Linked DNA regions of Sus scrofa: all the other regions are linked to region 2. A link is a contact called in public Hi-C, HiChIP or PLAC-seq and promoter capture Hi-C data. All regions are on one chromosome and are shown on one strand. The core of a region is the stretch at or near the end of the contact, and the rest is flanking DNA. Distances in the headings are between cores, read along the strand shown.

Region 1 (6,673 bases), core at 3,468-5,967, 500 kb after region 2:
CTTTTTCTGTAAATACAATGCCTAAAATTCAAGGTCCACCTCCTCCGCAAATTATTCCCTAAATATTCCAAACTTACAAACATTTCTCTCCCTTCTCTAAATTCTCACAGCACTTACACTTCATAATCCAGTGCAAGGCTGCCTGATAGAATCTTCTGTGATAATGGAAATGTTCTGTACCCGTACTTTCAGTAAGTTAGCACTAGCCACCCACAACCATGTGGACATTTAGGATTCAATTAAAATTAAAAATTCAGAGTTCCCACTGTGGTGCAGCAGGTTAAGGATTCTGCACTGTCTCTGTGACGGCATAGGTTTGATCCCCAGCCTGATGCAGTGGGTTAAGGATCCAGTGTTGCTGCAGCTGCGGCATAGGTCACAGCTGGGGCTTGGATTTGATCCCTGGCCTGGAAACTTCCATGTACCACAGGGGCACCAAAAAAAAAAAAAAATTATTTTTAAATCAAAAATTCAGTTTTCTCAGTCTACTAGACACAGAGTAAGTACTCACTAACCATAAAGTGGCTAGTGGCTAGCATAATGGACAGCACCAGATCTAGTGTTTGGCTCTCTACAATCCAGACACAACTCTGTAACCTGAACACTACTGATCCCTCCAACTTACCTTGTTCCTAGAAAAATCTCATTTCCAATTAAATTAATTTGCCCATTGCTCCCAACATTCTGTTATCCACTCTGGACTCCCTGCTGCTTCTCAAACCACTTTGTATTATATTCCAAGCATTTTTCACTTCCTTTTTTTCACTGGTGGTACTTAATCACTAGTTACCTACTTATTTTATGCTACACAACTACAGTAAGTATTTTGTTTACATTATATCTAGACCTAATAACCTTACAAGATAGGATTTATTTTTCCGAGGAAAAGGAATCATAGGAGTATGAATTAACTCCACAAGTCCATCCTTTTCCAGAATACCTCAAAAAATTCTGTCCTTTTTCAAGGCCCAGCTCAAGGCCACCATTCCTTATGAGGTGGTGTTGCCTAAATGCTTAGCCATTTTAACAATTTCAAACTTTAAACAGTTTGCCATAATGTCAGCATACACACTCAGAGGTGAATTTATTCTAAAACTAATGAAACTTAAGCATCAGGGACCTTCAGTTGCATGGACTCCTTCCAATACTCTGAATCAAATTTTCTTTTTTTTGCCTTTTCTAGGGCCACTCCCTCGGCATATGGAGATTCCCGGGCTAGGGGTCTAATCGGAGCTGTAGCCACCGGCCTATGCCAGAGCCACAGCAATGCGGGATCCAAGCCGCATCTGCAACCTACACCACAGCTCATGGCAACACCGGATCTTTAACCCACTGAGCAAGGCCAGGTATCGAACCCGCAACCTCATGGTTCCTAGTCGGATTTGTTAGCCACTACACCACGATGGGAGCTCCCCTGAATCAAGTTTTGATTACATAATTACATACACATTTACTTGTTTACATAATTATACACACGTTTATGTATACATAATTTTTTCATTGTTCTCTAGTTTTATTATTTTTCAACATACTTTTTTTTAAGAGTCCCCCAAACTGAATAAGTGCTCAGGCCATGAAATATAGATATATCCCTTTCATAAGCCATTAAACTCTTGAAGCAAGATCCATCTACACTGCCCACACATCTACGGACAATTAATCTTCAACAAAGGAGGCAAGAATATACAATGGGGAAAAGAAAGTCTCTTCAGCAAGTGCTATTGGGAAAGCTGGACAGCTAAATGTCAATCAATGAAGTTAAACACAGAGTCACAACACACATAAAAATAAACTTGAAATGGCTTATACTTAATTATAAGACATGACATCATGAAACTCCTAGAAGGGAACACAGGCAAAACATTTTCTGACATATATCATACCAATGTTTTCTTAGGTCAGTTCCTCAAGGCAATAGAAATAAAAGCAAAAATAAACAAATGGGACCTAATCAAACTTATAAGCTTTTGCACAGCAAAGAAAACCATAAAAAAGGCAAAAAGACAACCTAAGGACTGGGAGAAAATTCTGTGACTGACAAGGGCTTAATTTCTAAAATATACAAACAGCTCGTACAATTCAATAATAAAAAAACAACCTAGTTGAAAAATGAGTGGGAGACTTAGACATTTCTCCAAAGAAGATGTACAGACAGCCAAGAGATACATGAAAAGATGCTCATCATCACTAATTATTAGAGAAATGCTAATCAAAACTACAATGAAGTACCACCTTATACCAGTCAGAATGGCCACCATTAAAAAGTCTACAAGGAGTTCCCGTTGTGGCTCAGCAGCAACGAATCCAACTAGTATCCATGAGAACTTGGGTTCGATCCCTGGCCCTGCACAGTGGGTTGGGGATCTGGCATTGCTGAGAGCTACGGGATAGATCGAAGACATGGCTCGGACCCTGCATTGCTGTGGCATGGTATAGGCCAGCAGCTGCAGCTCAGATTCAACCCGTAGCTTGGGAACCTCCATATGCCTCCAGTGTGGCCTTAAAAAGCAAAAAAAACCCAAAAAAACCCAAAACACCTAAGGGGAGTTCTCGTTGTGGCTCAGCCGGTTAAGGACCTGACATTGTCTCTTTGAGGATGCAGATTTGATCCCTGGCCTTGCTCAGGATCCAGCCTTGCAGTAAGCTTGCAGCATAGGTATTGCTGTGGATGTGGCGTGGGTTCCCGATGCAGCTAAGATTCATCCCTGGCCCTGGAATTTCTATATGCCCCAGGTGTGGCCATAAAAAGAAAAACAAACAAAAAGCACTTGGGGAATTCCCACCATGGCTCAGTGGAAACTAGTATCCATGAGGTTCGATCCCTGGCCTCGCTCAGTGGGTTAAGGATCTGGCATTGCCGTGAGCTGTGATGTAGGTTGCAGACTTGGCTCAGATCTGGTATTGCTGTGGCTGTGATGCAGGCCAGCAGCTACGGCTCAGATTAACCCCTAGCGCGGGAACCTCCATATGACGTGGTTTCGGCCCTAAAAAAGACAAAAACAAAACAAAACAAAAAACAAACCAGTTGGGCTTCTGCCTTCTACTTCATTTCTGAGAGTTGGGAGTTGCCAACCTCTGTGCCTTTCTAACTCATGTTTTAGTAAAAGCCCCCTCAGAGACTTCTCTCCTTCATACTGAGCACAGAGTATTCTCAAAGGGGCAGTTCAACCTGAAGGCTCTGTCTGGGCAATACTCAAGAAGCTCCTCATACACATTTATGTGTTACATAAATTACACAACTTAAAATATTTACTTACTTAAAAGTTCTATGTACATACATTTCCAGTTTTTCCAACTGTACCATGAAATCGCCAGAAAAGGCCCAAGTCTAAAGTTTGTGCCCTAGTACTGCCCCAGTGTTCTGCTTATTGCTGGTGTCCCATGTGGTCCTTTGTTTCAGAGGCTGATGATACCTTATCACATTGTAAGTGTAGGGCTTACATTCCAGTTCCACCACTTACCCAGCTTTGTGACTCTGGGCAAGTTGCTTAAACTGTGTGCCTCAGTTTACTCATTCCTCAAGTGGGGCTAGCAATACCTGCCAATTGGTGTTTAGCCAAAATACAATGTTGGTGACGCTCTGAACACAGCACCTGGCACCCAGAGATGTGAGGCAAGCTATCGCCTGTACATATCGTCATGTGACAAATCTTTTTCTTCCTGTATATCTACACCTTGACTAATTGATATTTGCCCTCTTCATCAGCTTCCTCCTTTGTAAAAATCTACGTCAAAAGAACGTTGACAGGATAAAAAGAAAAAGAGGAAAACTCTCCAGCATACAGAAAGGGCTCGAAAAAAAAAACCAAAAAACTTCCTTTTTTTCTGTCTTCAAGGCTAAGGCAATTTCTTTAGCATCATCCTACAGCCCCAACACGCTCCCAGCTGAAACACAAAAATACTGCCGAGCGGCTTCCAGATACATCTGTGAACAAGTGATATACGTCTTCAACAAGGCCCACCACAACTCCACGTCAGGGAGCCATTTTTTCCCAACCAAGAAAAGGAAAAGGTGTACGAGATGCAACGAGTAAAACAGCTCTCCCCGCCATCCCCCTTTCTCCCTGGACGGCCGGGTCCCAGCACAAAGACGCATTCACCGCTGGCAAAGACCTTCCCCTCTCTCACCCCACCCACCCGACTAGTGGGGGGGTGGGTGGAGATCCGTGACTGGGGAGGTCGAGGTGGGCGTGGGGCTCAAGGCCCAAGACCCCGGCAAGCGAGGGTGAGTGGTTATGGGGCTGGACAAGCTCGAGGAAGCTAGGTACTGGGATTTGTGGTTCAAGGGAGGGGTCGCGCCTCACCTTCGCCCGCTTGCGCCGGCTGGTCCGTCGCCCCTCCGGAGTCTCTGCGATTCCCGTTTCCATGGGGGTCGCAGATCCAGGCACGACGGTAGGCCCGGCTTGAGGCCCGGCGGACCCCGGCGGCTCGGCCAGGCCCCCGGGGGGAGAGGCTCGCGGGGGCTCCTTCTTGCGGGGAGTGCGCTCCCCAGCTGCCCCCGGCCCGGCCTCGGCGGGGCCGGACAGGCCCGCGGGCGGCGCAGTCACCTCCGAGCCGTTCTCCGCGCCGCCCGCTGCCGAGGCACCGGCCTCCGACCCGGCCGCTGCCGCCGCCGCCGCCGCCGCTGCGGCGGCTGCTGCTTTCTTCCCAGACAACATCTCGGGCCGCCTGGCCGCCGACGGCCGTAGGGGCCGCTCGGTCTGTCGGTCCGTGGGTCCGAAGCCGCCTTGCCTCACTTCACACAGTCTGCGCGCTACCAACCGCCGCCGTGAACGCACACGCGCGGAGCGCGCTCCCGCCGCGCCGGGACAATAAGGCCAGAGACGCCCACGGCCCCGCCCTCCCCGCTGCCATAGAGCGGCGTCCTCCAGGCTAGAGCGGCGCCATGGCAAACAGCGCGATGCTTTCCTAGAGCGTCTCCTTAGCCTTTGGGATCGGTCCCAACACCGTCCCTACCCTAGGGTTTCTGGGCCGGATTGCACCTCCGAGGGCGACCATTTCCTCCAGGGACTTGCGTGCTCCCTCATTCATTCATTCATTCATTCATTCATTCTCATTCACCTACTTGTCAACTCAACCAATATTTATTAAGCTTTACTGACTGACAAGTTCTGGCTTTCAAATAGTTTACAGTTTAGTGAGGGAAAACACTGACATGTAACTGGTAGATCTTATTTACTATTCATAATTGTCCTACTTGAACTGGGGGAATCTTGGAGAGCAACTGAGTTTCGTGGTAATAAAATGGAAAATAAAATAGGAAACGCAATATGCGTCCAGAAGGGATTGCCCTTGCTTCCAGAGCTTTGTTTATGCTCTTCATTTTGTCTGGACCCTCTCCCTCCTTCACACTCCCTCACTCGCACCCTTTTCCACTCCTACGCTCCCCATCCCCACAACATGACATCTTTCCACTCCAGGTTAATTCTTTCTAATGTCGCTGATGGTGGTGGTGGTTTATTCTTTTAATTCCTCAAGGAATACTTCACTGACTTGGAACAGACTGCGTTCAAGTTTATTCCCACTGGGACATGGAGCGGTAATTGCTTTTTCACAAGTCTGTGTCTTCAAAGCGTAATTTTCAAACAATGGAAGTTTGAGAACTGGTGAAATTAATCTCTAGTGATAGACTCCAATCAGTGGTTGCCTGGGATGAGGGTGGAGGTTGACTTCAAAAGAGCTGGAGAGAACAGGCTGAGAGTGATTGAAATGTTTCCTATCGTGATTGGGGTGTGAGTGTATTAGTCAAAACTCATTTTAACTATACACATAAAATAGGTATATTTTATGTCAACTGTACTTCGATGAAGTTGAATTATTATTATTATTTTTTTAATTTTAGCCACCCTAGGCATATGGAGTTCCTGGGCCAGGGATCAGGGCTCAGTTCCCAGCAGCTGTTTCAACCTATGCCACAGCTACAGCAGCACTGGATCCTTTAACCCACTGTGCCGGGTCAAGGGTCCAACCTGTGTCCTGGTGCTGCAGAGATGCCCCGATTCCCTTGCACCACAGTGGGAACTCCTTGAATTATTATTTTTTAAACTAAGCAAACAGAAAAAGAGACAAGTTCAGAAAACTAGAAGCTATGCCAAAAAGTGTAATCACAATACAACATATGGCTCAGCTGTGAACTACACTGATGGGTCTACAATAACAGATGGAATGAATATTGTTTTAACCAAAGGGATAGAATTATATTGAGAAAATGGAGAAAAGAGAGTGTGGAGACAGGGGTGAGAGGGGTTTGCAGAAGAGGGGGCAATGTGGGAATGGAGGGGGTTCAACATCAGAGCTAAATCCCCATCTACCATCATAAGAAGATAGAGCGTGTCAAAATTGAGCAATTTGGGAGTTCTTGCTGTGGTATAGTGGTTTAAGGATGAGAGTGGTCTCCGCATTGGCTTGGGTGGTTGCTAAGGCCCAGTGGGTTAAGGATCTGGCCTTGCTGCAGCTGTGAGGTAGGTTGCAGCAGCTGTGGCTCAGATTCCATTCCTGGCCCATGAACTTCCATATACTGTGGGAGCAGCCAAAAAAAAAAAAAAATTCAGAAATTCATAAATAACAGTATAAGCATACTATTTAGATATAACAAGATAGGCACCAGAAGAAACCGCTGAAAAGTTGGAATTGGTTGTCTGAGTGGTACAAAGTGAGAAGCGGGTGAGGCAGG
Region 2 (7,466 bases), core at 1,816-4,315:
GCAACACGAGATTCGAGCCACAGCTGCAGCCTACACCACAGCTCATGGCAATGCTGGACCCTTAACCACTGAGCAAGGCCAGGGATGGAACTGAGTCCCCATGGATACTAGTTGAGTTTGTTACCTCCGAGCCACGACAGGAACTCCACCAACATCATTTTAATAATATCCCTGAAGTCCTGTGACATTAGCCAAGCAGAAGCATTATCAATATTTGATGATTGAGGAAACGGGACATTGAGAGGTGGAGCAGTAGCCTGTCCAAGGGCGCTCAGCTGGAAGGGTGGAGAGTGGGGCTTGAAGCTGGGCCTGCTGAGTCTCTGACTTCAGATCTATTCATTTCTGCCAGTTTTTGCTGGGAAGATGAGTGAATCATTTAATCAATATTTGTTAGCCATCTTCTGCATGCCAAGCCAGGCTCTGGATGCTGAGGGGCATGGAGAAATACCACCTGGTCCCTTGATGGAACTTACCTAACAGATAAACATGACATGAAAACAAAGCTTCGTTTGTTGAGGTAGAACACAGGAAAGGTCCCAAGAGGGAAAGAGGCACTCTGACCATGAGAGGGGAGGCAGGCGGGGAAGGCTTCCTGGAGAAGTGACATTTAAACTAGGTCATGAAGCTTTTTCCAGTGTGGCTGCTGAGGAAAGAAGGCACCCGTCAGCCGTATGGATGGGGCAGCAGTGCCTAGGGGCCTGTCACCAGGCTCTTCAAGGTGCAAAAGAGCCTATAAAGTTGAAGGCGAATGAAGATTGTCATGACAAATGTTTTCCCAAAACTTATCATCAAAGATGGCTGTAAGAAAACCACTAAGAGCACAACTGCATGTAAGAAGCGTATGGGTACTTGCAGATGAATGTTCAGGTTCTTAGCTGTGGTGTTTAAAATTTCCTCATTGGAGTTCCCATTGTGGCTCAGTGGTAACAAACCTGACTAGTATCCAAGAGGACGCGGGTTCGATCCCCGGCCTCATTCGGTGGGTTGAGGATCCGGCATTGCCATAAGCTGTGGTGTAGGTCTCAAACAATGTATGTTGCAAATGTGGTTGGGATCTGGCTTTGCTTTGGCTATGGCTAGGCTGGTAGCTACAGCTCCGATTCCACCCCTAGCCTAGGAACTTCCATATGCTACAAGTGCAGCCCTAAAAATACCAAAAAAAAAAAAATTATTTAAAAAAAATAAAAATTCTTTATTGCCTGAAAGGTGAGGCATAAAATATTATGGAATAAAAAATGAAGACTTGGTCAAGAAGACATGCATTGAAGCAAATGATGAAAATTAACATTTTATTTAACATTCATTGATCAGCTCGCAATAAGTTATGTAGAAAAATACATGCTTGAATGATTTTAATGGCTAAGGAATAAAATAAAATAGTAATATCAAAAAAGTAAAATAAAAAAGTAATATCAAAAAAGTAAAATAAAAAGTAAAATAAAAAAGTAATATCAAAAAAATTAACTGGGAGCTCCCTCGTGGCTCAGTGAATTAAGGATCCTGCATTGGCACTGTGGCGCGGGTTTGATCTCTTGCCAGGAAACTTCAATATGCCGTGGGTGCGCCAAAAATAAATAAATAAGTAAATAAATAGGCTGGGCCATGAAAGTCCAGTGAAATGCATAGACTGGAGTAAAGGGGTCTGTGTACTAGAGATAAGGCCAGAGATGTAACCACAGCTGCTGTTTCTTAAGTGCCTAAGGAACTAGGCTGGGTGCTGAGAGCTTTACATGTGGTATCTCATGAGATTCCCCCACAATCTTATGAAGTGAGTGTCACTAGGGATAAGGAAACCCGAGCTCAGAGAGTTTACAGAACTTGCCTGGGGTCACACAGCTAGTGAAGTGACAGTGCCTGGGATTGAACCCAGGGCTGTCTGCCACAAAGTCTGGGTTCTTCATCCCCATGAATTATTACCACCTCATCCTGGAGATCTGAGGATCCGGTAGGTAGTAAGCTGGAGACTGACTCCAGAGTGCTTCGAATGCCAGGCTCAAACTTGTATAAAAATCACACAGCACCAGGCAGGAATCAGCAGATATGGAATTTAGCAGCAACTTCTGGAGCCTCTGCCACTCACTAGCCAAGGTCTCTTCTCTGAGCCTTGGCCTCCCTAAATTTGGAGAGATGAGGAATGTAAATGGATTATCAGCAATGAGGGAAGGAAGACCTGTGACTAAAGGATTGTTTAGGAGAAACCTGGAGATGTGCAATTATTTACTGAGTGATGGGCTCTGGGCATACACTGTGAACAGGTTGGAGCCCTGCAGTCTGAACTCCCAAGCAAGCCTGCAAGGGGCCGGGCACAGCTTGGGAGAGTGAGGGAGGAGACTTTTATTGGAACAAATAAGGGCCCAGGAGCTGGCCTGTCCCATGTTGAACTGCCAGACCTCAAGTCGCTGATCTCTCTGTGTGACCTTGGGCAAGTTACCTAGCCTCTCAGACTGTCCATCTTTGCCACGAAGAACATTGTTCCTCTTCTGAGGGTTGTTGGATTAAATTAAATGAAATAAAACGAAATCATCTAGCCAGGTGCTTAGCATAATCAATATGCCAGGTTATGGGAGCTCAATAGATGTCAGTAGCCCCCTTTGAAGAGGTACAAATGTTAGGTTCCGTCTTTCACCCTCTTGCCAGGAAAGAGTACAGGTTCCTGGCTTTCAGTTTCATTTTGGCTCTCATTTCATTTCATTTCATTTTAGCGGGGGGAAAAGGATATAAACACACATATGTTATCTGAACTATACGCAAACAAAAGGCCTGCGTCCTGGGCAGTGTACTGCTTGCTGGGTCTGGGCTCTGGTCAGGACTCCACGCCAAAGTGTTTTCCCTCACCTCCAGGGAATTCGGACCCAGTCCTCAGCTTGCGGCTGCCTCTACCCTGGGCGGGAACCATCCTCTCAGTCTGTTTCTCCCTCAGCCAGCGCTGGCGGGCGCCGAGCAACAGCAGGTGTAGCGGCCCCTTTAAGCCCCAGGCTCTTGTTGTAATCACCGCCTAGGGGTCGGGTCCTTTCCGGGGGGTGGAGCCTTTGCCTGTGTCAGCGACCAATCAGAGCGCGGCATTTTCCGCGGGAGATCCGAATTTCGCGGCACGCAGTTTCGCGCTAAAAAAAAAAAGAAGAAGAAAAAAAAGAAGCAGAGAAAGGTTCAGGGACTCGAGAGCGAGGCGAGAGGGAGTCGGTGCAATCGGTCTGTCTCCCCGATCCCAGCGCATCGCGTTTCTGCCGAGCCCGCGGGTACCCCAGAGACCCCTTCCCGGAGCCGGCTGGATCCCAGGCGCCTAAGCCTTCGGGGGCTCAGGGCCCTCGCTGGTCGCAGCCGTCCTCGGGGCGGGACAGCCCCTGGCTGTGCCGCCGCCGCCGCCGCCACCAAGCGATCTCCAAGCGGCGATCTCCAAGCGCTGTCCGGCTCGGCGGCGGGCCAGGAGGGGAGGGTCTGGCCTTGCCCCGCCGGCGTCCATTGGCGGCTTCCCCCGGCCTCCGCGCCATGCCGCGGGTCGTGTGAGCCACCCTAGGCTCCGAAGCCCGCAGGTGCCTGCGGGCGCGCCAGGCCCGGCTGGGGAGGGGGCGCTGCACTCGCCATGCTGCGAGGGCCCCGGGTCCTGGCTCCTGCCGCGGGGCCGCCCCCCACTGGACTGCCCGCGATGAGCCCCACCGAGCTGTGGCCGCCCGGCCTTAGCAGCCCCCAGCTCTGCCAGGCCACCACCACCTACTACACCCAGCTGTACCCGCAGACTATGCCTCCCGCCGCAGCGCCGGGCACCTGCCTCGACGCCACCCCCCACGGACCGGAGGGCCAAGCTGTGCGATGCGTGCCGGCTGGCCGGCTGCCGGTAATGCTGGGGACCCCCCTCACCCACCGCTTCCCTCTCTGCTTATCTGGGTGTGGGAAAGGCGGGAGGGACCCAGTCTGAGTGAAGCAGGTTGAATCTGGGGAGGGAGAAGGGGCGCTTTCAGCTTCCAGAACAACACATTTCCTAAATATCTGAATAGAAGAGCCTTTCGTTTTCAGACTTGGGGTGAAATAACCTCATTTCTTGGAGTGGAATGGAATGAGCACTGGATCAAGAGTGTGGAGACCCAACACTATCCTCAGTGCACCCTGGGGAAGACCATGGGATCAATTTGCTGTCATTCATTCTTGTGTTCATTGTTTGGCCCAGAAACCAGTGCTGGGCACCTGCTATTGTCCAGTCACAGAGCTGAGCCTGGGGACAGTAACAAGGGACTTTAAAATAGGGGGAGGTCTCTCAGGTCCAGTCGGGCTGAGATTCCAAATTTTGCACTGAGCCAACTCTTTCCTGACTTTTGCCCTAGGTCCTCCCCCAGGCTCAATCTTCTGTTCCAGACAGCCAGTAGCAGGTGCAAGTTGGGGGCAGCCCTCTGGGGTTCCTGTTCAGATTGACTGTTCCTTCTTCAAGCCCCCAGGCCCGTTGCCAGGGAGGGGCCAATGTGTGGTGGCACCAGACACAGGGTGTGTTGTGTGGGAGTGGAATTCCTGGAGCCCATGAGAATCGAAACAACCATAGGGTGGGGATGGAGTTGGAAGAGCCCTGAGGGTGTGGGGGTGGTAGTTAGCGAGCCTGGTTTCTCGTCCTGATTGCCATTTATTCGCTGTGTGTCCTTGGACAAGTCTTGGCCCCAATCTGAGTCCCAATTTCCTTGTCTTGAAAATGTGTGTCTGCATGGGTAGCTGTGGGACTAACTCACCTCGAGTCTCTTCCAGCTCCAGGTCCTGGGTTTTGGAAGCAGGCTCCAAGGAGGGGAGATGGGGCTCTTGTGGGTTTGCTTTGTGTGAGTGGTGAAGTAATTCAGGTACAGGGATAAGACCACCCCTCTGCCCTAGAGGCATCTGGTCAGACCTGTGTCAGTCAGCAGGCATAGGTCTCCAGCCACCTCTGGCTACGGGCAGAGTCCCCCACTCCCTGCTGCTTGAATCCTGCTTTGCCCATGCTCAAGGCTTAAAACTTTTCAGGGCTCCTTCCTGAACATTATTTCCAACCAGGAGAAAGGAGCAGGAGGACTTTTCCTATTTCACAGGTCAAACAGCCAAGGGTAACAAGGACTCTGCACCTATATTTTATTCAGCATTTTACAGCCTAAAACAGTTTTGAAACCTATAAAGTAGGTGGTATCAGTGTGCAGGGAGGGAAATAGTCTTGCAGAGGGGATGGGACCTGTCCAAGGTCACACAGAGAGATGTATGACCCACAAGGCAAGTGATCATTAGTTTCTTCCCGCAGCCTTGACTTTCCCCAGTACTGCCTGATGTAGGAGCTGGGTGTCCCCACGGAGGGGGCTCAGCGGTGGGCCCAGTCTCTCCTCTGGCCAGCTGCTTTCAGGCAACCCGGCAGAGTTTCAGTAACAGCTGTGGTTTTGAACTGCTTCCCTCCCAGAGGAGTCGAGTGCATCTGTCCGTCCCTCCCTCCCTGAGAGGCTCAGTGATCACAGCAAGAATGACTCTCTTTTATTGAATGCCTCTGATGTGCCAGGCACTGCTTGGCACTCTTCGCTTTCGTTATCTTGGCCAAGATGCCTGGCAAGAGGCATCTTACAGATGAGGAAACTGAGCATAGACGTGAAGTCACTTGTCCAAGCTCCAACCAAGACATGGTAGCATCTCTTTGCATCAGACCACCCTCAAGGCATTTGGGGCCTAGAACCCCCCTCTCCTGTTGGTCCCCAGCTGCCCTGTGCCCCTGAGTCCCCTGGGCAGGCCTTGGCCCCCTGCTTACTCATTTTAACAGGGTGTGACCTGGAATAGCTCCAGACCCAACCCTGGGTGTGGCCCCTTGCTTTGTGGCCAGGCTGCAAAGTGCAGGGTGAGCAGGATTTGTTGGGGAGCTGCTGTTTAAAGGGACCTTAGGCACTGCCCAGGGATGGCAGCCAAGTTCAATGGCAGAATGAAGGCGGGAACCCAGGTCTCCAGAGCTCTCTCCGCCACCTCTGGAGAAAGTGTGGGATGTTCCTTGGTTAAGTTCCTACTGCGCCAGGCACGTGGCCTCACTCTATGCCTTTCCTGCAGGAACCTGTGACGAGGGTAGAATTCTGCATAATTTGTCTGTATTTTCCAAATTTCCTCTGAGAGCCAGGAAAGAAAATGAACATTTTAATGAAAAGCCTACAATGCGGGTCAGATGAGGAAATGAAGGCCTAAGGAGGGAGGCAGCAAGCCCCTCTCAGGCTACCAGGCAGAGCCGGGATCTGGAAACCAGGCTCTCAGCAACTTACACTGGCTCCTGCTCCCACTGTCTAGCTTGGGACTTGGGGCTTAGGCAACACCTGCTCCACTCCCTGTGTGACCTTGCGCAAGTCACTTCCCCTCCTTCGAGTCCCAGTCTCCTCACCTTGCTGCCCATCCAGGGGCAGCATCTGGGGCTCTGGCCCTCTCACTTTGAGGGCTGCCCGCTCTTCTCCCTTGGGGTTGGCAGAGTACTTTCGAATCCTAACCAGGCCTTTAAGAAACAGCCAAAGGGGCTGCCTAAGAGGTTAGAGGTCAGGTTAGAGCCAGCTGGCCTTTGCTCTTGGCACATCCCTGTTGCTTTTCAGTTCACCTCCAAGCTTTCCCTTTGTGGACTTTAGCGATTGCGGCTCCCCGCATGAGCAAGAGCTTTGAGCTGTGTTCTCAGTGGATCCTCGCCAGGAGAAGGTAGAGCGTCCCCGTTTTACAAGCAAAGCTCAAGAGGTCAGCAGACTTGTCCAGCTTACCCAGCCTAGTCAGGAACCCAGATGGCTTTGACTCCAAGCTCTGGGTTCAGCTTCTCCTTGGTCCTCATTCTCCTGGGCTTGGCCTCCGTCACTTCTGTTCTGCAGACTCAGGCCCATCCCTGATGAGCCGACTTTTCTCTGGGCAGTGTTCAAAAGGGGCAGAGAGACATTCTCGGGTGGGGGACATTTTGCTGCTCAGGGACCCTGAGAGCGCAGGATAAGGGTGAAGGAGAAGAAGAAAAGGGAGGGGGCTGGTGCGTGCGTGTGTGTGGTGTGTGTGTGTGTGTGTGTGTGTGTGTGTGTGTATAAAGTGATGGAGGCAGGTGGACATAACCAGGCCTTGTTTCAAATGTCAGCAAATTCTGGGCCAGTGTATGTGGGATGGAGCTGAGCAGCCTGATACATGGCTTTGGAGTCAGACAGACCTGGGTTCAAACTCTGGCTCTGCTCTTTGTCTGGGTGGCCTTGGGTGCGTGGCTTAACCTCTCTGAGCCTCCATTTCTCAACTGCCAAGTGAGATTACCATACTGAGTTAGGATGGGTGAGCGTGTGATAGGCCCAGTACAGGTATCCTGTCCAAGGTCCTCTCCTCCTCCCCGCCCTGTAGGTAGTGAGGTTCTTCTGGTGTGTTCTGTGAACTCAGCAGGGGCTGGCTTCTGTGGGGTGAGGGAGGTGGGTGGCACTGGGGAGACTCTGGGCTGCCACCTTTGCCTCATGTAGAACTCAGCCTTCCTCTCCTTGTCCTTGCTGTACCTTCTG
Region 3 (7,448 bases), core at 3,061-5,560, 290 kb before region 2:
AGACCACACTAATTGATCACAGCATTTTTTTCCTATTGAGCTTCAATTCAGCCACAGAATCCATCCCAAAACAATGTTCTAAGTGGCCGTCACCAAAATGCCAGCCTTGACACTGAGGTAAAATCTTACCTGCTCTTCCTAGAAATCCAATCATCTCATTTTCTAGAGGAGGAGACTAAGGTGCAGAGACAGGAAGTGATTTACCCAGGGTCTACACAGCTTGAGGACCAGATTAGGATCCTTGCCTAAGGATTCATAGTAGGCACCACCCCTTCTCCCCCCAAGTCTCCTCCTGATTCCAATTTGTCTCCCAAATAAAACTTGAGTAATCTCACTAAGATCTACTCATTCACAATTATTTGTGTGTGTGTGTGTGTGTGTGTGCTTATACATTTTAATTTTTATTAAATTCTTTCTTGTAGTGGTATTACAATTTATTTAGAAAATCAGATAATATATGTGTACATATACGATCATTAAATCTCACTGTGCTTTTAAAAATCTCTTCAGATCAAAAGGGGAAATAAAAGAAAGAAAATTCTGTTTATGTATCACTCCCAGAACGTAAGAGGCTTAAAAACTTTCCTCTAAAGATGTCCACCTCCTAATTTCCAGAAGCCTGTAAATGATTACCCTTCTGTGTTTTCCTCCCTTCTTTTCTGCTGCCTTGCTTTTCTCTTCCTCTCTCTCTCACATCAGGAAATATGAAAAACAAGCAGAAAACATTCTGAATAAGAATTCTAGAGTTCCCGTCATGGCGCAGTGGTTAACGAATCCAACTAGGAACCATGAGGTTGCGGGTTCGATCCCTGCCCTTGCTCAGTGGGTTAAGGATCTGGCATTGCCGTGAGCTGTGGTGTAGGTTGCAGACACGGCTCAGATCCCGCGTTGCTGTGGCTCTGGCGTAGGCCGGTGGCTACAGCTCCAATTCGACCCCTAGCCTGGGAACCTCCATATGCCGCGGGAGCGGCCCAAGAAATAGCAAAAAGACAAAAAAAAAAAAAAAAAAAAAAAAAAAGGAGAATTCTGTAGGTTACTTTCTCCAAGAAATGAAAGATAAAACGCTGTCAGCACTTTACAACTTTTCTGTACACACTTTCTAGCCCGGTGCCTCTCTAACATCACCAGGAGCAAAGCATTCACAATTATTTATTGAGCACTTATGGGCCAGGCACAGTGGCCAGTTGCAGAGGATCCAGCAGTGAATGTGAAAGGTGGATCATGCTGTTGTGGGGTTCACAGTCATCCCCAAAGGGAAAGACAAGAATCCTAAGTGTAAGAAGTGCTTATAACTTGCCTGGGTAGTCAGGGAGGGCTTTCCAGGGGAGGCAGTGACATTGCAACTGTCATCTGAAGGATGAACTAAGAGGGGAATTTTTTCTACTCTGGGGAATGGCACTGAAGGCCCTGAGATTAGAGAAAGTGGGGCATCTTCGAGAACTTGAAACAAGGCCCCAGGGCCCCAGTGGCTCAAATATAGAGAAAAGAGAGCTTCCCTCCCACCCAAATCCCCACTGCCCACCCCTGTCCCGGTTGAGCAGCTTTTCCTGTTTAATGTTTGGATGTCTTCTTTCAATGTCCAAGTCCCTTGCCTACTTAAAAACACTTTTAGGTTTTGTTTTTTTCTCTTACTACTGTGTTACAAAACTTTTTTGAATTCATTACAATTATTTAAACCAATTTTTAATAGTCACATCCAATTCCAGCATATGGATATACCATAATCAATTAAATAATCCCTATCTTATTGAATCATTAGAGTGGGTGCTGGTTCTTACTAGCATAAATAATACCACTGTAACTTCTTCGGTCATATGATTCATTTCATGAAATAGATTTCTGCAAGTTCATTACTGATTGAAATGTTATGAACATGTTTAAGACTCAGGAGAGCAACAATAGCTTTATACACGTTATCTCACTTGATACCTACATTCACCCTTTGAAGATCCTCAGGTAAGGAAGCTAAGGCTCAGAGGAGGTGCATGACCAGGGTCACTTAGTCGCCTAGGTGACAAGGGAGCCGGTTGGAAATGCGGACTCTCAGGCCCAGCTCAGGCCCACTGAGTCAACATCTCTGTACCTTAATAAGCTTTCCTAGAGATTCTGATGAACTTAGCATTTGAGAAACATTGACTGGGACCAAGTTCCTCATTCCTAGTTGAAGAAATTGCTATCAGAGGAGTTCCCTGGTGGCTCAGTGGGTTAAGGATCTGCTGTTTTCACTGCTATAACTCGGGTCACTGCCATGGCTCGAGTTTGATCCCTGGCCCGTGAACTTCCACAGGCGACGGGCACAGCCAAAAAAGAAAGAAAAAAAAATTTGAGGTCAGAAAAAGAAAGTGACCAGACACTGGAGATCCTCCCCAAACAAGAATTTAAACCTAGGCCTAGCTCAATTCCAGAGACTATGCCCAAACCACTGCACCATGCTGGAGAACCTTGTGGCCCCTTACTTTCGGCTTCTGCTCCCACTAAGTACACAAGACTCTCTGTCTCATTGAATGCTTACCAACATCACTGTCAGTTTCCTTTTCCTTTTTGCCCAATTTGTTAAGTGAATCACCATGTTTTAAGCCTGCCTTATGCAGCCATCTAAAAGGATGCTTGGAGTAAAAATTTGTAAATATACACAAATACATGTCCACTTAAATATCACCACCAATATCTGCATTTAGTAAATTAAGATAATGGTATGTCAGGTTTTTAAAAGCAGAAAATAGCAACAGTTTGATGAGAATATCTCACATTGCTTGCCAGAGCATTTTGTTCTCATTGTCCCAAATTAATTCAGGCGCCAGCATCTATGTTGGAAACTGAGTCATCTGAACAGTTCAGAGGGCCTAGATGTTACTGAAGCTGCCTCCTTGAGGCTTGACGGGAGAGATACCGCCCAGGAAGTTTCATTCTTCAATCAGGCCCCAAGTGTGGTGGTGCTCTGGGCCCAACCATGGGCAGATGCATCCAGTAGATGGCAGCATCTCACAGAACAAGGACTGGGGAAGCCGACTGTCCGCTAGGAACTGAGAAAACTGACGCCTGACCATCCCATGCAGGTGCAACTAAGCTCCCGTGGGGAAAAGGAGAACAGACTTCCTGTGTGGGTCCCATCAGCCCTACCCAGGGTACCCAGGAGACTTGGAGATTCTGGACCAACTGAGCAAAAAGGGCCCTTAACCATCATCTTGTCTAGTGCTGCCGAATATGTGTCCAAGGACCAACAGAATCACCTGGGAACTTGTTAAGAATTCAGATTCCCGGGTCTCGCCCCACAATACTTTGGTCAGAAACTTGGGGTGGTGTGGGCCAGCAATCTGTTCTCACAAGCCCTTCAGGTGATTCAGATCCATTGGACGTTGCAGAAGCACCTATCATTTTAGGAGTAGGGAAATCGAGGCCAAAGGAAGTAACTTATCACATAGCCAGGCAGTGGCAGAACCACCCTGGAACCCAGATTCCCAGATTCCCAGTCCTTTTCTTTCTTTCTTTTTTTTTTTTTTTTGTCTTTTTAGGGCCATATCTGCAGCATATGGAAGTTCCCACGTTAGGGGTCAAATCAGAGCTATAGCTGCTGGCCTACACCACAGCCACAGCAACGCCAGATCCAAGCGGCACCTGCGACCTACACCATAACTCATGCAATGCCAGATCATTAACCCACTGAGCGAGGCCAAGGATCAAACCCACATCCTCATGGATACGAGTCGGGTTCTTAACCCACGGAGCCACCAGGGGAACTCCCCTACACAGTATTTTTAAAGATTTGACTTTGTGGGCAACCTTCTAAGACTGGAAGCCACTACATAAAAGTCAGGATTTCTAGTCTCGGAAAATGTGGCCCATCTTTCAAATGCTTTGACCATTGGCAATTGGGCCTGCACTCCCCAGGGGCTAGGCTTCCCTGGAGCTGAGAGGGGTGTTCCCCATTCCCCACAGCCTGCACCACTCCCTGGTGCCCCACACCGGCACTCTTCACCCATTTATGTTATCTGCCTGGTGCCTGAATGCATCTGGTTCAAAGCTCTGATCTGGAGGGGTAGAGGCATTCGTATGGAATGTCATTCTAGGTGATCTGTACCAGGCTAGTGCCTTATCCCCATTTTACAGATGAAGAAATTAAGGTTTAGGGAGGTTAAGTGAATTGCTTAAGGTCATAAGAACTGGCTGGATTAGAACCCAAATCCCGCAGCTCCAAGGACAATACCCTGGTCAGAGATCCCCATGAAAAACAGTTCAACTCCAAGGGCAAGAACGTTGTGGCACTGGGGACCCAGAGGGGAAGTTGTGACAGGGACGGAAGGCCACACTCACTCATCTGTGAGAAAGCAAAAGCAAGAGACAGCTGGTTTGGGGGCAGCAGTCCAACAGGAGCTCTGGCTGGGCCCTAGGGCCAGGCTTTAGCCACACAACTGCCAGGACTCCTCAACACCCAGCAGGGTCAGGGAGCTCAGCCACAAACAACGGTGAGTAGTTTTTCTTGCTGTTTTATTTTTTTTTTTATTTTTTTTTTTTTTTTTTTGTCTTTTTGTTGTTGTTGTTGCTATTTCTTGGGCCGCTCCTGCGGCATATGGAGGTTCCCAGGCTAGGGGTCGAATTAGAGCTGTAGCCACTGGCCTACGCCACAGCCACAGCAACTTGGGATCTGAGTTGCATCTGCAACCTACACCACAGCTCACGGCAACGCCAGATCGTTAACCCACTGAGCAAGGGCAGGGACCGAACCCGCAACCTCATGGTTCCTAGTCGGATTCGTTAACCACTGCGCCACGACGGGAACTCCCTCTTGCTGTTTTATTTGGGGATCCTTCCTCATTGCAGAAAACCTGTGTTCTTAACTTACCCCTTCCCTCCAGGGTTGGGAGAAGCTGGGTGGGCCTGCCAGGGGCCAGGAGATGGATGTCCCGTGAGGCCTCCTGAGGTTTTTGAGGGCCAGCACTGGAAGGCACAGGGCTGGTCCAATCCCTACCTTCAGACAGGTCAAGAATCAGCCCTCGGCTTTCATGTCTATCAAAGTTAGGATAGAAGGTGATGCTCACAGCCCGCAGACAGCCTCACATGTGCCAGGTGCTACTCTAAGGGCCTTTCATGATTAAATTTATTTAATCCTCACAACTGTCTACAGTAGGTGCTATTATCATTCCCCGCTCGGCAGACGGGGCCTCAGCTACTTACCTGATGTTACAAGGGCATGAAGTGAGGGTGCTGGGCTTGCACTTCGGCATCTGGCTCCACAGCTTACTTACTCTTTGACCACAAGGCTATCCTGCCTTACAAGGTACAGGCTTGAATAGCAGGTGGTGGCCAGGAAAGAACCCCAAAAGACTAGGGCTCGAAGAGATCACCTGGTGAGTCCTGGCCTTCATTTTACAGATGGGGAAACTGAGGCACAGAGAGACACGGATTGCCCAGTTGGGGCATCTCGGTAGTGTAATGTGGTCTAGTCCACGCTAGACTCAGAAGACCAGGGTCCACTTCCCTGGAGGTTCCACTCAGGGAACAGTAGTGCTGACACATGTGCACTGGGGCCAGTGTCTGGGTGTGAACCCCAGGGCTGCCTCTAGTAACCCTAGGGCCTTAGACAAATCACGCCACTTCTCTTCCAAGAAAACCTGGGCCCGAGACCATCACTCAGGCTCATGGAGGGTTGACTGGATGACGCTGGCTCCGGGATGGGGGTACCTGCATTGGGAGTGGCTGCAGAGGAGATTCTGTTCTTCACCCCACCTGCCTTTGCTCTGGATTGGAGATGAGGATAGATAAGGCCACAGGCTGTTTTGCCCTAGTATGGGTGGCATGCAGACATCTTCCAGGCATGAAGACCAGGATTGAGTTGGAGGAGGGGCTAGGGAGGAATTGGGGGAGGCCCCGGGAGATGGCATGGGCCTCAGCCAGTGAAGCAGGTCCTTTACCTTTTGGTTGGTTAACGCCAGTTTAGGGTGGGGAAATGGCAGCCCAGCTCAGCTGAGCAGAGCCCTCCAGCACCAGTCTCTTCTCTTCCCTCCTCATCTCACTGCATCTTCTCATTTTACCCCATGCTCTCGGATGTGTACAAGACATTCTTTTGTTCATTTTTATTAAAGAATGTTCAATAGGACTCTGAGCCCTCATCCTACTGGGCTGGTCAGAAGTTGAATCTGGAGTTCCCATCATGGCATAGTGGAAGCAAATCCAACTAGGAACCATGAGGTTGCGGGTTCGATCCCTGGCCTCACTCAGTGGATTAAGGATCCGGTGTTGCCGTGAGCTGTGGTGTGGGTCACAGATGCAGCTCGGATCTGGCATTGCTGTGGCCCTGGTGTAGGCCTGCAGCAACAGCTCCAATTAGACCCCTAGCCTGAGAATCTCCATATGCCATGGGGGTGGCCCTAAAAAGGACAAAAAGACAAAAAAAAAAAAAAAAAAAAGACAGAAGTTGTATCTCAGCGTGTACTGAGTTTCCCTCACCCAACCCCCACCTTCTAGCACCAGACATCAACTCTTGGGGTCTTGTAGGAGCACAAAATGACAGAAGCCACTCTGGCTCCTCCTAGGATGGATGCCCATTGTCCAAAGGGGTTTGATCCCATAAAGTTCAGCTCTGTGCACTTCTCTGGCATGCCTAGAGTTCAGATTCTTTGCCAAGACTTGAATCCACTGTGTCTTGGGTTCAACCTCCAGGGTACGCCACCCAGCAACTTCCCCCAGAGGTCCTGCTATCTCCCCAAGGCACTTTCAGGCCACAGCCCAGGTCCCCAACCCTCAAGGGACCAATGGCCTTTGGTCCCTTCCTTGGGTGGGGCCATCTCTCCTTCAAATAGTTTGTTTCTACTCCCACCCCTGCAAAAACTCCTTGAGCCAGGAGACCCCAAGGGAGCTCCTCAAAGGGAGATGGGTTGTCCTACCTTACGGAGAAGGAAAAACAAGTCTCAAAGGCAATAGGGACTCCCTCAAGATCATGCGGCCAAGGAAGAGTGGAGCCCTTGTTGAGTCCTGCTTTGTGGGCTCCAAAGCTTGGGCTGTCATCACCGAATCCTCTGGAAGACCAAGTCTCCTTCACCAATTAGACCTTGGCTTAGTCACATCACCTGTGTAAACCTCAATCTCGTTAGTTCTAAAAATGAAGCTATAGTAGGAGTTCCCGTCGTGGCTCCATGGTTAAAGAATCCAACTAGGAACCATGAGGTTGCAGGTTCAATCCCTGGCCTTGCTCAGTGGGTTAAGGATCTGGCGTTGCCATGAGCTGCGGTGTAGGTTGCAGATGCAACTCAGATCCCAAGTTGCTGTGGCCCTGGCGTAGGCCAGTGGCTACAGCTCCAATTAGACCCCTAGCCTGGGAACCTCCATATGCCGCAGGATCGGCCCTAGAAAAGGCAAAAAGACAAAAAATAAAAATAAAATAAAATAAAAATGAAGCTATAGTAGCATTACCTATTGTCTCAAAGGGGTGCTTGTTATTTTTTTAATTTAAC
Region 4 (6,600 bases), core at 3,527-6,026, 260 kb before region 2:
GCATCATCTACACTTATGGGCATGTCCTCTGGAAGGCCCATCAGCATGTAGCCAGCTTGGCTGAGCACCACAACAGGCAAGTGCCAGGAATGGCCCGGATGAGGCTGGATGTGTGGCTGGCCAAGACCCTGGGGGTGCTGCTGGCTGTGCTCTTCATCTGCTGGCTCCCGGCACTGACCCTCATGGTTTATAGCCTGGCCTCCCCTCTAAGTGAGCAAGTCAGGAAGGTCTTTGCCTTCTGCTCCTTGCTCTGCCTTGTCAACTCCATGGTCAACCCCATCATCTACGCCCTGCGGAGTGGGGAGATCCGCTCCTCCGCCCACCACCGCCTGGCCCGCTGGAAGAAGCACCTGAGCTGCCTTGGGCCTGATGGAAAAGAAGAGTTCCCGAGGTCCTCAATCACTGAGACAGAGGCAGACGGGAAAATCACCCAGGGACCAGCTTCCAGAGAGCTATACTGCTCTGATTCCTGATGAGGCCTCTTTCACAGGTTTAAACAAGCCACATCAGAAATCATTCACTCCCTGGAGGAGAGAGAGTGGCCTTGACCCTCTCACCAGCTCTGAAGACCTGTACCTCCGCCCCCTTTCGCTGATGAGTGTCGGTACTGACCCCTAGAGGGTAGCCTGGCCTTACCTATCTGCACACGGTCTATTGGGTGGCCAGGCCCTGTGAGGGATAGCAAGGTGGGCAGAAGGCAAGAAGCCTGGGACAGGCTCAATGCAGGACAGGACAACCCTCCCAGAAGTCAGCTCGTGACTGCATTCTCGTGAGGCCAAAGGAGCCAGGTGGAGCCTTCAGGCTCAGCAGTGAGGGATTCAGAGGACATCCGAAAAGAAGACTGGACCATTCTCCTGGGATCTCAGAGTATCAGATGGGATGGCCGGCTGGCCCTCTCTGCTTAATTGTTGGGGCCACCTTGGTTCTGGATCTATGAAAGGCCCCACCTTCAGGTCACCCTTTCCCACACAGGACCAGGAACTCTGATGCAGTGAGGATCGAGGGTGTTGATCCACCTCTTGCAGAGGTGATGGACAAGCCCCTCGGTCAGGGCATCTTATTATTACAGCAATGGCCCTTTCTAACACCCTGATAATCCCCCCTCACAACCACTGTGTCCTCTTAGGTACCTGGGGAATACAGAGGAGGCTGGGATCACTTGAGACACAGAATCTTCAGAGAATTTGACTGACCTTGTAAAGTCCTGTTTAGTGGTGGCATTGGAAGCAGGCAGAGTCCCAGTCAAAACCAAATCCAAGAAAAAAGAAGACATTCACAAAGACTTTATAAATCCCCAGATTTTCCCCAGCCATGTCGCCTTTCCCCAGCCCCTTTGTCGCCTTCACCCTCTATACCCTGTAATGAATAATAAACAGAGCAAGTGGGAGGAGGGGGAAAATTCCTCCCTCCTTACTACGTGCCAGGGATAAGGCTGATGTCCCACAATCCATCATCTCCAGCAAGAATTCAGCCCCATACTTTTGATGATCTCAGAAGGGCTTAGAGCAGTAGGCAAAAGAAATTGTTAACGACGAAGAGGATTGCAGAGCAATTCTAATGCAATTATTTGGGACTATGGATGGAATAAAAAGAAAGATATGGATTAACTGTGTCTTCATTTAATACTTACAAGACAAGGTGTCCACCATTCATTCATCCCTCCATCTCACAAATACATGCCAGGCTCTGTGCTTGGTCCTGGATGTCCAGCCGTAAATGAGACTCTGCCCCTGTCTAATGGGGCTCACATTCTACATTCTCGTGGGAAGAGAGCCAATAAATAAAGAAGTTAATTACTGGCAGTACAATGAAGGAAATCATCAGGGTTGTAGGAAAGACATTAATCAAGGCAGCTTTAGGTGAGGTGGACCTACTATGTGCTCTGGTCTTAAGAGTCAACTCTTTTTTTTGAGATTTTACTATGTGTCAGGCACTGGATTAAGTGCTTTTAAATGAGGACTCTCGGAGTTCCCGTCATGGCGCAGTGGTTAACGAATCCGACTAGGAACCATGAGGTTGCGGGTTCGGTCCCTGCCACTTGCTCAGTGGGTTAACGATCCGGCGTTGCCATGAGCTGTGGTGTAGGTTGCAGACACGGCTTGGATCCCGTGTTGCTGTGGCTCTGGCATAGGCCAGTGGCTACAGCTCTAATTCGACCCCTAGCCTGGGAACCTCCATATGCCGAGGGAGCGGCCCAAGAAATAGCAAAAAGACAAAAAATAAAATAAAATAAAATAAAAAAATAAATGAGGACTCTCGGTCTTCACAATAACCTGAGGATGAAAGTTTGGTATCCTCGTTTTACAGATGAGGAAACCTCTAAAAGGCAAATTGCTTATAGTCACACTACTAATATGTACCCAGAGCTGGGGTTTTCAGCCCAGTTTTGTTTGACTTCAAAGCCTGCCCACTTTTTGGTTTTTTCTTTTTTGGCCACACCCGTGGCATATGGAAGTTCCTGGGCCAGGAATCAACTCTGAGCCAGAGCTGTGACCTACACCACAGTTACAACAATACTGGATCCTTAACCCATTGAGCTGGGCCAGGGATCAAACTGGCATCTCCACAGAGACAAGCCGGATCATTAACCCACCACACCACAGCAGGAACTTCCACGCCTGCCATCTTTACCACTAACCTCTTGGCCTATTTCAGTCAAAGCCTGCTTGATTAGGATAGCAATAAGAAGTCAGTCTATAAATAATAATGACTTTAAAAGTCTAATAGTGATAAATATATATAAAGTATAAGTAATAATAAGACTTACTAAGTCTAATAATAATACTAGACTTTTGTAACATCAGATTGCTGCAACTTTGGGAGTTTCCGTTGTGGCTCATCTGTAATAAACCCAACTAGTATCCATGAGGATGTAGAGTCGATCCCTGCCCTGCTCAGTGGGTTAAGGATCGGGCACTGCCCCATGGCCCAATCTGCAGTGTAGGTCGCAGGCTTGGATCCCAAATTACTATGGCTGTGGCATAGGCTGGCAGCTGCAGCTCCGATACAACCCCTAGTCTGGGAACTTCCACATGCGGCAGATTCGGCCCTAAAAAGGCAAAAAAAGGAGTTCCAGTCATGGCTCAGCAGAAACGAATCTGACTAGCATCCATGAGGTCACAGGTTTGATCCCTGGCCTCGCACCATGGGTTAAGGATGTGGCATTGCTGTAAGCTGTGGTGTAGGTTGCAAACACAGTTTGGATCTGGCATTGCTGTAGCACAGGCTGGCAGCTACAGCTCCAATTCTACTCCTAGCCTGGGAACCTCCGTATCCCTCAGGTGCAGCCCTAAAAAATAAAAGGAAATGGGCCCAGACAGTGGGCAAGATTTGCCCAAAGAGACCCAACAAGGTGATGTCTGGTGCAAGAAACCTAGGTTTCCCAACTTGCAGTTTTTCCACTATGTTGCAATGCCTCTCACCTTCCCCTGCAGATTTATGTTTTGGTTATGAGATGAAGGGGAAACGAAGGTCATGGTGTCCTTCATTTTATCTCCCTTAGAATGAGTTATAACATCAAAGACCATTACTCAACTTGATCACTAGAAGATGTGTACTAAGGGTTTTTCTCTCTCTCTCTCCTTTTTTTTTTTTTTTTAAGTGTCTGGGCTTGCTGTTTTGGATAATATTTCAACACAATCTTGCAGAGGAAGAAACAGAAGATAAAGAAAATGGCTGTTCGTTCAACAACAGCCATTGAGTTTCCTTATCACTGCTAGAATGAGGAAGTGCTTGCTCTGTCAACACAGTTTTGACACCTTCTCTTGCACCCCAGGAGAAGCAATGTTTGAGAGACAGATTCCGCACGTGGAGGCTCAGGTTCTCCTTCCACCTCTGACCCAAACTAACTGCGTGGTTTTGGAAAACCCTGATCCTCTCTCCGGGTCTGTCTCTTCCATAAAATGGGAAGAGTAAGGAAGGGGGATAGCGTCAAGGATTTCCAAAGTCCCTTCCAACTCTGACCTGCAGCAGATCTCCCACTGATGTGCAGGGACCAGCTGTGCCACATGGGGTCACTAGACTTTCCCACACCTTACGGCCTCACACGTAGAATGTACAAATTGTAGAGGAATTTGGTGATTTCCCTGCCAGACAAGGTTCACGCAGGTATTCCTTGGGCCTGAGACTCTCAATTTCCTCACCCTATTACTCTAAAAATTATTCCTTCTTGGTGGCCTGTCCATGACTCTCGTTTTTCCAACTAGCTGTTAAATTCTTTGAATTGCCTCAGAATTCTCAAAACAAGTTCAAAAAATATTAGGTAGGCAAAATGGTCACACCTGTTCTTCCTCTTTCAGAGCCCACTTTCCTCTCATCTCTTGCCTTTTAATGCTTCCTTCCATAATCCTTCTACTCCGGGGAAGTTACAATGCCCTTCCGCCTGCTATTCCTGGCCCCTGGCTGCTCTCCTACATCACAGCTCAAAAAGTCTCCTATAGCTTCCAACGGCAAAATGGACCACACACACCGGGAGCTCCACACCCCCACGAGTTCGCCCTGCAGTGAAGTCCCTTTCCAAGTTTTCAATCCACTGTCAGCAAATCCACTGTCAGCACAGCACTGCCTACGCCTCCTAGAGTCTTTCTCGCTGTGATCACAAGGGCAGTGGCAGGGACCGCCCACCCGGAGGCGAAGGAGACTCGGTAGCCAAGCAGCCCGAGTTGCCCCACCCCTTTTTCCTTCCGAGCCAATCATTAGTTAGGGTGGGCGGGGACCCGCGCCCCGCACCTGCGCTTTAAGAGGGGGCGGTGGGGCGTAAAGGCGGCGGTACCACGACCCCGGATGAAAATGCGGGCGGTGAGTGCCCAGGTGCTACTGCTACTGCTGCTTCTTGAATTGGTGAGGGCTCGCGACTGCACTGGGTCTTCGCGCTGCACCGGCTCTTCGCGTCGCTACACCCCGGACTGGCCGAGTCTGGACTCCCGGCCTCTGCCGGCCTGGTTCGATGAGGCCAAGTTTGGAGTCTTCATACACTGGGGCGTGTTCTCCGTGCCGGCCTGGGGCAGCGAGTGGTTCTGGTGGCACTGGGAGGCCGAGAAGCTGCCAGCCTACCAGAATTTCATGAAGGAGAACTACCCGCCCGACTTTTCCTACGCTGACTTCGGGCCACAGTTTACAGCGCACTTCTTCCATCCTGACAGCTGGGCCGATCTGTTCGAGGCCTCCGGGGCCAAGTGAGTGCAGCTTCAGGGACGGGCGGGACGCCGCTTCCCGGCGTCCGGGAAGAGAGCCGGGAGAGGGCGTAGATAGGTGAGAACCGTGGAGGGGAAGGCGAGACGATTAGGTAGGTGAGAACCGTGGAGGGGAAGGCGAGACGATTAGGTAGGTGAAAACCATGGAGGGGGAGGCAAGACGACTTGCTGACTTACCAGGTCACACAGCGGTCGGGGTCATACAGCTGTCCCTCTGACTTCAACACTCCCCCCCCCCCCGCCCCGGTTCTGTGTTTTGCCTCCTGAAGGATGCAGAATTGAATGTGGCACTCCTGACCCTAAGGAGAAGGTACGTCTGGTTGAGCTTTAGAAGGAAATAAAGGTTTCAGGGAGGTGGTGGGCTGGAAAGCCCTCAGCGTCTACACCTGTATATTGATTGAGAGGATTGAGCTAGGTGATACCTAATGTCCCTTCCAGGTCAACAAGACAATCAGGATTTTAAGCCAATCAGGAGTCTGATCCAAGTTCAACTGCAAACTTGAACAAGGCATTTTACCTCCCTAGAGCCCCCTTCCGTGGTTTTAGAAAGGAATTGTGTTCTTCCTTGCAGCTTTAGTATCGCCCAGAGGGAAGGGGAGGGAAGGGACTTCTGGTGTGCAGTGTGTTTGGGCATACAGATTCTCGTTCATCTGCTTTTCTCCATGCTTCTCCATGCTTCTTGAGCATAGAGAGTGCTCAAGAAATGTTTGGGTTGTTTTGAGAACTGTCACAACTTGCCTGTGAATGGTTCTGAGAACAGAAAGTGTAGAGCCCTGGGAAGGGGAAAAGAGGCAAGGCCTTATGAGGCCATGGAAGACTAGGGCCAGTCCTGGAGGAGTCATCCTTGAGGGTGGGATGTTGCAGTTTTTAGCGTCAAAGATGTTTGGCTTCTGGGAGGGAAGTGGGTTGCAGGAGGGTAAGAATGGAGGCAGGGAGGTCCCCTGGCTCCTGGCTTAGGGCAGTCTTCCACCCTTACCTTGTCTTCTCAGCTGTTTTCCGGGTTTTAGTTTTTCTTGGACTTTAAGTTCTCTTGTACTAAAGAGAAATTACAACTGACATTTAGTGTTTGCAATTAAATGCATGGGAGTATAAGGCTTGAATAAACAAAGGAGGAGTTCTCTGTTTTCCGGGAGCCTTATAAATCCATAATTTTCTTTCTTTTTCTTTTTTTTAGGGCCGTACCCATGGCATATGGAAGTTCCCAGGCTAAGGGTGGAATCAGAGCTGCAGCTGCTGGCCTAGGCCACAGCCACAGCAACACCAGATCTGAGCCACGTCTTTGACCTATACTGCAGTTTGAGGCTAATGCAGGATCCTTTAACCCACTGAGTAAGGCCAGGGATTGAACCTGCATCCTCATGGATACTGGTCAGGTTCTTAACCTGCTGAGCCACAACGGGAACTCCCT

Evidence for each region. Promoter capture Hi-C pulls out the DNA fragments that hold promoters and counts their contacts. A called contact is a pair of places that touch in the nucleus more often than the background predicts. HiChIP or PLAC-seq counts read pairs in DNA pulled down with a chosen protein or histone mark.
Region 1: a contact with region 2 is called in an H3K27ac HiChIP or PLAC-seq map of alveolar macrophages. The contact joins the promoter of KDM1A here to the promoter of E2F2 in region 2. A contact is called at or near these places in 1 of 5 promoter capture datasets (liver), 5 of 47 Hi-C or Micro-C datasets (embryonic fibroblasts, heart right ventricle, mesenteric adipose tissue and 2 more) and 1 of 2 datasets of contacts at active chromatin or transcription factors (alveolar macrophages).
Region 3: a contact with region 2 is called in a Hi-C map of embryonic fibroblasts, with 2.6 times the contacts expected there. The contact joins the promoter of CNR2 here to the promoter of E2F2 in region 2. A contact is called at or near these places in 1 of 47 Hi-C or Micro-C datasets (embryonic fibroblasts) and 1 of 2 datasets of contacts at active chromatin or transcription factors (alveolar macrophages).
Region 4: a contact with region 2 is called in a promoter capture Hi-C map of liver, with 2.2 times the contacts expected there. The contact joins the promoter of FUCA1 here to the promoter of E2F2 in region 2. A contact is called at or near these places in 1 of 5 promoter capture datasets (liver) and 1 of 2 datasets of contacts at active chromatin or transcription factors (alveolar macrophages).

Annotation. Positions count from the first base shown.
Region 1 is chr6:80,901,540-80,908,212 of Sscrofa11.1, reverse strand. It overlaps KDM1A (lysine demethylase 1A), which reads right to left and starts at 4,717. Exons shown (of 22, transcript NM_001112687.1): 1 at 4,305-4,717. The coding sequence starts at 4,658.
Region 2 is chr6:81,394,461-81,401,926 of Sscrofa11.1, reverse strand. It overlaps E2F2 (transcription factor E2F2), which reads left to right and starts at 3,065. Exons shown (of 7, transcript XM_021095527.1): 1 at 3,065-3,832. The coding sequence starts at 3,581. LOC110261115 (a long non-coding RNA gene) reads right to left here and starts at 3,104. Exons shown (of 2, transcript XR_002344941.1): 1 at 2,836-3,104; 2 at 768-2,113.
Region 3 is chr6:81,689,412-81,696,859 of Sscrofa11.1, reverse strand. It overlaps CNR2 (cannabinoid receptor 2), which reads left to right and starts at 4,310. Exons shown (of 2, transcript XM_021095532.1): 1 at 4,310-4,463.
Region 4 is chr6:81,654,169-81,660,768 of Sscrofa11.1, reverse strand. It overlaps FUCA1 (fucosidase, alpha-L- 1, tissue), which reads left to right and starts at 4,776. Exons shown (of 8, transcript NM_001315628.1): 1 at 4,776-5,174. The coding sequence starts at 4,783. It overlaps CNR2 (cannabinoid receptor 2), which reads left to right. Exons shown (of 2, transcript XM_021095532.1): 2 at 1-1,607. The coding sequence ends at 473.